Linked DNA regions of Hordeum vulgare: region 2 is linked to region 1. Evidence: chromatin contacts called from public Hi-C data. All regions are on one chromosome and are shown on one strand. Each heading gives the region's core, a stretch centred on a gene start, on an enhancer-like site or on the middle of the called end of the contact. The rest is flanking DNA. Distances are from core to core; before and after follow the strand shown.

The links. Hi-C and Micro-C count contacts between places; a contact is called where the count stands out from the background.
Region 2: a contact with region 1 is called in a Hi-C map of leaf, with 4 times the contacts expected there. The contact joins the promoter of LOC123442809 here to the promoter of LOC123442806 in region 1. A contact is called at or near these places in 2 of 6 Hi-C or Micro-C datasets (leaf and seedling).

The regions. Positions count from the first base shown.
Region 1 is chr3H:32,929,710-32,934,212 of MorexV3_pseudomolecules_assembly, reverse strand. It overlaps LOC123442806, which reads left to right and starts at 1,905. Exons shown (of 3, transcript XM_045118955.1): 1 at 1,905-2,257; 2 at 2,374-2,517; 3 at 2,967-3,530. The coding sequence starts at 2,243. The coding sequence ends at 3,080.
Region 2 is chr3H:33,541,947-33,546,449 of MorexV3_pseudomolecules_assembly, reverse strand. LOC123442809 (protein RST1) reads right to left here and starts at 2,046. Exons shown (of 24, transcript XM_045118957.1): 1 at 1,338-2,046; 2 at 870-953; 3 at 1-186. The coding sequence starts at 2,015.

The DNA.
Region 1 (4,503 bases), core at 656-3,155:
GGGTCGGGGCGACTAGGGCGGTCGGGACAACGACGAAGGACGAGAGCCGGCGGGTTTTATATGAGGCCGACGGGTCGGACATTCGGGGTCGGGACGATTCGTTGCTTAGTGGTAAGGGCATGTACAATGGTGCTATCTTAGGAGTGCCACATAGGATAAATGATTAGGTGGAGGAGAGAGAACTCGAAAAAAGACTTTGCCTTCTCTTATTTAAAAGAAGACAAGAGGTGATCTCTTAACACAATATGTCTCACTATGTTTTTAGGAATAACTAATTATAAAAGATAAGGCTAAGAGATGATCCATTGTAGACTCTCCTTTTTGTCATCTCTAAATTACATGTAAAATTTAAAATAAAATTATCTTATCAATCATTGTACATGTCCTAACAGGATGGCCGGATTTTTGGTGGAAATCCGAGGCTTGGGAAGAGCGCTGAAATTGAACATGCCGGAGTCGGCGTGTGTGCCAGATGTATGATGCCTAGGGATTCAGTTTTTGCTCCCTGGTAACCTGACGGGCTGGCGGCTGAGAACTTTGAGCATGGTAACCTATAGATAGGCCTTATGATGACTCCGCCAAGGAGGGTTACAAGAGATATATAAGTGAAGAGATAAAACACATGTTAAGGAAATCATACAACTTAAAATAATGCATACTTGCTCGATCTTGTAAGATGATAAGGACCAAAGCTACCGTGTGTGAGCGTAAAGGACTGGTAGGCGCCGGTGCGCCGGCCGAAAAGTTTCCGTCGGTCATGTCCCACCCGTTGGATGCGAGCCATGTGATTATCGGATCTAGGCAAAAAAATCTCCTCGACTTCGTCTTCCTCGGGTTGGATCCGCAGCTCCCGTTTGGGGTTCTCGTCACCGCGCCTCCGATCTCCTCTGGCGGTTGTCCTCGTCACCAGTCCCCACCCTCGTCGGTCGTCCTCGTCGCCGGTCCACATCCTCTCCGTCCCTCCTCGTCATCGGTCCCCACCCTCGTCAGTTGTCCTTGTCGTCGTCTCAACACGTGCAACAACTGTACCTGTGGTTGCAGCTCTCACCCGCGACTGTTGTAGCTCCTCCGCCGCCCCTCGGCATTGATGCTCGCTAGTCACTAAACGGAATTGCGTCGGCGGCGGCCACCAGTAATTCAACGTCGTTGAATGGATGTAGCAAAAAAGTTCAACGGTAGTAGCAAAATCCAATTATGGTTGCAGCAAAAATCATCGTCGATGTCGTCGCGAGGTCGAACACCGCCTTGATGGATGTAGCAAAAAAGTTCGTTTGTAGTAGCAAAGTGCAACTACGTTTGCAGGAAAAATGTCGCAGCCATCGCTAGGTCATAGGTCAACCTTGATGGATGTAGCAAAAAAATTAGCCGGTAGTAGCAAAGTGCAACTACGGTTGCAGCTTTCCTTGCTGTGCACAGTCGATTGAAGCTTTCTTTGTCTATGATTGAAGCTCTTTTAGATGACGGTTGCAACACTTGTATATGCACGTGCCCCAGCCATGACGATAGGCGATGAGGACGACAGACGGAGGTTGGAACCGATGATGCAGGCGACCGGCGAGGACGGGAACCGACGATGCGGACGGTCGATGGGGACAGGCACCGACGATGCGGACGGCAACAGCGCATGGACAAGCCATTGGTGGGCCTCCTCGGCCATGCGCCCCACCACACGAGAGAATCAGGCCGCCAGATCAGAGATAATTGCACGTTTAGTCCTGGTACTTGCTGGTGCTGTCCAATTCAGTCCTCGTACTTGCGAAATGCTTCAATACGGTCTCGATGCACGAAAATACGTCGTCAATACAGTCGGTAAGGTTGAAACCACAGTCCCGACGATACATGACCCGCGGTACCGCGTACTCCACTGTATTCCACGTTATCCTGGTCCCGCGCGTCAGAGGGGACCACCGTCAGCTCGAGTGGATAACGCGCTGTACCGTTTCGTCGTCGTCGTTTTCGTCGGTGCGCTCCCAACATCAACACGACCCCGTGCCGGTTGCGGCAGCCGAGCCGGGGAGCACGGCGCTCTACGCGGTACAGCCTCTGCAGGGTCTTCATCCTCCTGCTGCTCCGGCCGTCGGCGTCGTCGCCGTCGCAGCCGGCGACGAGCTCGGACTCATTGGCGAGATGGACAGGAGCTCCACGCCGCTGCTTCCTTATCCGCGACGGAGGTCGCGCGCCGCGAGAGGAGTAGCGGCTGCTTCTTCTCCGGCCGCCCCTCGTCCGCTGCTCCGACCACGCCATGGACCTCGTCAAGGTGACCCCCCCTCGCCCCTCTTCTCCTCCCCGCACCTCTCTCCCTCTTTTTCTTACTCCTTGTTCAATTTGATGTGGTTTCCTCACGCACCCCTTGTTGCTCTGTTGGTGCTGCAGATGAAAATCCAGTGTGCACCGTTGTTCGCTGAAGTTGGTGATGCAGGAGGTGTTCCAGATCCAAGTATGCGTGTCTCGGCTGAAGAAACATTTCCTATCCGAGCTAGGAGTGGAGAAAGATGTCATTTTGAAATGCCAATCCTGGTAATGCTAACGTTCATCAAGGTTCTCGTGTTTGAACAAAGCCATGCGTCTGTAGCTTGTTTTGCCTGTGTCTCTCTTGGAGATCGTTGTTACTGAATTCTAGTACTAGTTCATACAGCTAGACATTAAGTGAGATGCATTCTGACATTTTGTACAGTAATTAATTAGAAAAATGTGCTATATACTCGCTCCGCTCCTAAATATTTGTCTTTCTAGAGATTTCACTACGAACTACATACGGATGTATATAGACATAATTTAGAGTGTAAGTTCATTCATTTTGCTCCGTATGTAGTCCATAGTTGAATCTTTAAAAAGACAAGTATTTAGGAATAGATGGAGTACTTACTTGGGTAAGGGGATGGATGTATTGATAATTTTTGGTTTCTCTCTGTTCATTTGATGCGGTTTCCTCATGCCCCCTTGGTGCTCCTGCTTCTCTCCTGCAGATGACAAGCCCTGTTGTTCGTTCAAGTTGGTGCTGCAGTAGAACATACCCCTGCCCTGGAGTTGTTCCAGATCCAAGCATGCGTGTCTCAGGTCAAGAAATATTTCCTGTCTGAGCTAGGCGTGGACAGAAAAATATGTCATCCAGCGCCGGTCGTCTCCAGCTCCTCGTCTCATCTTGCCGCATCTCATAGTGTTGACGTATCACACGGCACCACCGGCATCTCGATGTCTCCACGCGCCTTTGCTGAAGCTTCGTCGTCGCAGCAACCGTCACGTCCGCCAAATTAACATACAAATGGTGGGAGGAAGAGGAGAGGACTGAGACAGCAGAGACGGGGGCGAATGCAAAAACAGAGCCACTCTAGCTGACGGGTGGGTCCCCTCTGATGCGCGGGGCCAGGATGACGTGGAATACAAGGGAAGTAGGGTCGTGTATTGCCGGAACTGAGGTTACAACCTTAGGGACTGTATTAACAACGTATTTTCGTGTACCAGAACCGTATTGAAGCACTTCACAAGTACAAGGACTGAATTGGACAGCGCCAGCGAGTACCAGGACTAAACGTGCAATTATCTCCGCCAGATCACATGAGATTGCACGGTTCGCACGTGATCGACCGCAGCGCTCCTCCCCAAAACGTTTCCGTGAGCGTAAGTGATTTGACGCCGCGAAGATTTGAACCTTCGGCTTAACATCACTACTCTATCATTTAAACTTAAATTAGCAAAATGGTCCGTGCGTTGCAACGGAAAAAAAAACATAATCTTCAATGATGATGACCACTTTATGTTCATACATCATCGCTTGATTTTGAATTTTTGTGCATAAATCCAAGGAAATTATTCTTCTTTTAAACTTATTCACAAGTTCAAGCAATCTTTACATTTTCAAAAAAACAATATCACGGCTGTCAAAAATCTTGTGAACTCAAAGAATTATTCTTAATTTCAAGATTTTTTTTTAGAAAACATACAATAATAATCCGACCCATTCAACAGTTAATTCTTCAAAAATCACACGGGTATATTTTCACAAAGACTTAGAAGCATTAATATTTAACTACATATATTAGATCTTTCATGAACAATTTTAAAATCGAGAACATTTTTTACAATTTACAAACATTTACTAAAAATCGTGAATATTTTTTATATTTCAAACAGGTTTAAATATTTTCTTTTGAATTGGCGACCAACTCTAGAAAAGACCAACATAATTTTTTATGTTGGAGGATTTTACTTTAAATTCACAAAAAGTTTTTAAAACGCATGAAGTTTTTCTGAATAAACAAACATTTAAGTCAGTAATATATTTATTAAATTCACGGACATTGTTTTGGAATTTGCAAAAAAATATAAAAATCCGACGCATTTTTTGAATCCACAAACATTTTATGTTTTCGTCAACATTTTAATTCAAAATTCATTTTTTTTAATATGCAAATGCTTTTGTAATTCTAAATTATTTAAATTAGAAGTAAACAAAAATGGAACGGAAAAATTTAAATAAAAAAAGAAACTATCAAAACAGGCATT
Region 2 (4,503 bases), core at 797-3,296, 610 kb before region 1:
AAGAGAACTGAGAACACCAGAAATTTCAGGAAGATAGCATAACCCAAGGTCCTTTTGCACAGCAAACAAATATTTTGATAATCCAAGAACTGCACAAGACATTCCCAGAAGTTGGTGATGAAGTGAACATTGCGACAAAAGTATTTCTAGCAACTCCACACTACTTGCTTGGGCATCATAGGCTGGCTGTTAAAAGAAGCAAGTTATAGCACAAGTATGATGCATTGCTGATACATAGGAATTATATAAGCATTTGAACTGAAGAAACTAAAGAAAGAAAATTGACCCTAGAAGGCTATAACTAACTGGTTAGTTGCCTAACTGGCTCCCTACCCCAGTTCCATCAATGGATGGTGAAACATAGAGGAGGCTCATGTGTAAATGCAGCACCATACTAATCAGTATATTAGGAAGTTAACCTACAGTACAAACGAACTATGCCCAGGTGTATTCCCTTAGCGATTGTATAAATATATAAAATTAACTCACCATACATTTCCATAACTCCTAGGTTATACTCCCTCCGTTCCTAAATATAAGTCTTTTTAGAGATTTCAATACGGACTACACACGGATGTATATAGACATACTTTAGAGTGGAGATTCACCCGTACTGCTCCATATGTAGTTCATATTGAAATCTCTATAAGGACATATATTTAGGAACGGAGGGAGTAGTTGACAAAAGATTTATAAACGGCAGGAGCAAACTGTTTGGTTCTGTGTTTTAACTCCACAAGCGTAGCCTAGAATATGAATTTCCTGAGTTTCTAAATTCATAACCAACATGACTGCATTTTACAATATCAGTAAGACAAGGATACAATTATTTACACAAAATTAGCAGATAGAACATAGAAGAGCAGTACCCTTTGAGCATGAGCTAACTTCCTCAGTAATAGCACATATGCATCGACCAAGCACTCCACAGAACTAAGCCAGAGCCGCCCTTCCTGAAGAAAAAGAAATGCAGGCAACGTTATGTGCAGAGTAAGATAATTTCCCCCTTTGAGGCTTTAACAACTACAAAATACACTGCCAAATACATTCCCAGTTATGCACAATCAGCTGCATGAACTTCATGTGTTTTCCCTGCATTGTGCACTATCAACTGAACCCGACTATAAACAATAACATTAGCATCCATAGGAACAGGAACCGTAACACCCGCAATCGCTCTTGCCACAACAAGCATTGCTCGAACACAAACGAAATGCAAAACGACTGTGATGTTGTTTATGTGCCCTAGATTCCTCGCAGTTTTGCAAACAACTGCATTCCCCAGAAGAAGAAAAAAGAATACCACCATCGATGAGGGAATAGACCAAAACACATACCTCCCCATCCCCGCGGCCGAAATGCAGCAAGCTCTCGCCGAGCAATTTCAGCAATGGGACCGCCGCATCCGATTTTGCCGCTGCAGTAGCCGCTGCGGCAAGCGCGCCGATCAAATCCCTCGCGAACGCGGTGTCCCCCTTCCTCACCACGGCAAACATCACGAAAGGCCTCAGGAACCCCACCGCGCCGTCGACCCCCTCGGCCACCATCCTGGCCGCCTGCCGCGACAGCTCCGCTCGCGCGCCGTCAGCGCCCGACGCGAGGGCCTGGACGAAGGGGTGGTTGTGGGGCGGGAAGCGTAAGCCAGCGGGGCCGGAGCGGAGGACGCAGGAAACGAGCGCGGCTACGGCCTTGACGAGGCATGAGACCAGGCGGGGAGACGGGGAGGCGGAGAGGGGCGCGATGAGGAACGGGAGGGCCTCGTCGGGGCCGAGGAGGTCGGCGCGGGAGGCCGCGAGGCGGGCGAGGGACGCGGAGGCGTAGGCGGCGACAGCGGCGTGCGGGGAAGCGAGGAGGGAGGAGATGCCGTCGTGGGCGGCGGAGGGGAGAGGAGGGGGCAGCGTGAGGAGGTGGCGGAAGAAGGCCGCGACGGCGTGGCGCTGGAGTGTGGGGTCCGGGACGCGGGTGCGGTCGACGAGGCGGGAGAAGGCCGCGGCGCCGGACGAGGCGGAGGCCATGGCGATGCGGTGGCCGGAGACGGAGATGGCTGTGGACTACTTGACTGTTGGGAGACTGGAGTAAAAGCTACCCGTACCAGGCCGATCAAGTCGTCCAGATGAGATGGGCCAACTGTTGCGGCCTAACTCGACAATCGTGGGCCTAATCTTCTACGTTTCCCATCATGGCCAGTGTGGATAATTGGCCTTGCCTCATAAACAAATCGAATAGTTGGTCTTTCTTACCCCTCAAATCAAAAAAAAAAAAAAAAAAAAATTGGCCTTTCTCCTTGTGTTTTGACGCTGTCGACGTGTGAGTCTCAAATGAAAAACAAACAAAGTCTGTTTCGAGTAGAATGTGGTCTGTATCTCGCTCTCTCCAGCATAATCATCAATTATGGTTCAAATATCCACAACATACTATGCCAAGCATAGGAGCTCTAGAAACGTACCAATGGGGATTCCACACTCCCTCAGAACACTTTACTCCTTTGGTGGTCCACCAGCCACTCAATCATTGATTTTTATTTACATTTATGTTATTTACTTCAAAGTATGCTCCACTATTCACTTATATTTATTTTCACCCTCATTTTGCTTTAAGTCTATAATTATTTACAGGCATAGAAATATATAATTCACTGCGAGAGGCAAAATTTCAATTCTTGTGTTGTCTTTGAGATCGATACTCTTCCTTAAAAAGCTACAACCAAACCATGTGCACTTGCTTGCTATCATTCATGCAGGCATAAGGAATCTGCAAACTCTCATGAAGAAAAATCACATTTGTGCCATTCCTGGTGTGAAATTCGACAAAAATCATCTCTACGGTGCTTGTGAGGCCGGCAAGTTGGCCAAGAAGCATAATCGTCAAAAACTATCATGACTACCACAAGATCTCCCAAAAATCTTTATGTGGATTTATTCAGGCCTTGAAACTATATGCAAGTTTCAGTGGCGGTCATTATGGTCTCATTATAGTGGATGATTTCTCTTGATATACTTTGCTATTCTTTCTTGAGGACAATGTCTACACCCAAGATATCTGTTGGAAATATGCCCTAGAGGCAATAATAAAATGGTTATTATTATATTTTCTTGTTCATGATAATCGTTTATTATCCATGCTAAAATTGTATTGATTGGAAACTCAAATACATGTGTGGATACATAGACAACACACAGTCCCTAGTGAGTCTCTAGTTGACTAGCTCGTTGATCAAAAATGGACAAGGTTTCCTGGCCATAGACAAGTGTTGTCACTTGATAAGGCGATCACATCATTAGGAGAATGATGTGATGGACAAGGCCCAAAGTATGAACATAGCATATGATCGTGTCAGTGTATTGCTACTATTTTTCTGCATGTCAATGTATCTATTCCTATGACCATGAGATCATGCAACTCCCGAACAACGGAGGAATGCCTTGTAGGTATCAAACGTCACAATGTAACTGGGTGACTATAAAGGTGCTCTACGAGTATCTCCGAAGGTGTCTGTTGGATTGGCGTAAATCAAGACTGGGATTTGTCACTCCGTATAACGGAGAGGTATCTCGGGGCCCACTCGATAATACAACATCACAACAAGCCTTGCAAGCAATGTGACTAAGGAGTTAGCCACGGGATCTTGTATTACGGAACTAGTAAAGAGACTTGCCGGTAACGAGATTGAACTAGGTATAGAGATACCGACGATCGAATCTCGGGCAAGTAACATATTGATAAACAAAGGGAACGACATATGGGATTAACTGAATCCTTGACATAGAGGTTCAACCGATAAAGATCTTCGTAGAATATGTAGGAGCCAGTATGGGCATCCAGGTCCCGCTATTGGTTATTGACCGGAGAGTGTCACAGGTCATGTCTGCATAGTTCTCGAACCCGTAGGGTCTGCACACTTAAGGTTTGGTGACGTTTCGACATTATTGAGTTATGTATGTTGGTGATCAAAAGTTGTTCGGAGTCCCAGGTGAGATCTCGGACATCACGAGGAGCTCCGGAATGGTAATGAGGTAAAGATTGGAATATAGAAGAGTTGCATTCGGCTTCCGAAAAGTTTTCGGGCATTACCGGTGAAGTACCGGTAGTGACGAATGGTTTCGGGGTTTTACCGGGAGGGGCCACCCACCCGGGAGACAAACTAATATGCCTAAAGGTGGTGCACCAACCCTTAGTGGGCTGGTGCGGCCAGCCCAAGAGGGCCTGTTTTGGCCAAGAGGTGGGGAAAGGAAAAAAAACCAAAGGAGAGAAAGGATTCCAAGTAGGAGAGGAATCCTACTTGGAATAGGATTGGAGGTGGACTCTTCCACCTCCTCCTAGTTTGGCCGAACCCCTAGAGGGTTTTTTTGGCTGCCTCCTCCCCTCCCTCCCTCCTATATATACTAGAGAATTTTGAGGGCATCCCTAACCCTAATAAGCCACGGCTGCCCTCTCTCTAGATCATTTTCTCCTCTAGATTAGTTCTGCAGCGCTTCGCGAAGCCCTGCTGGATTGTTCACCACT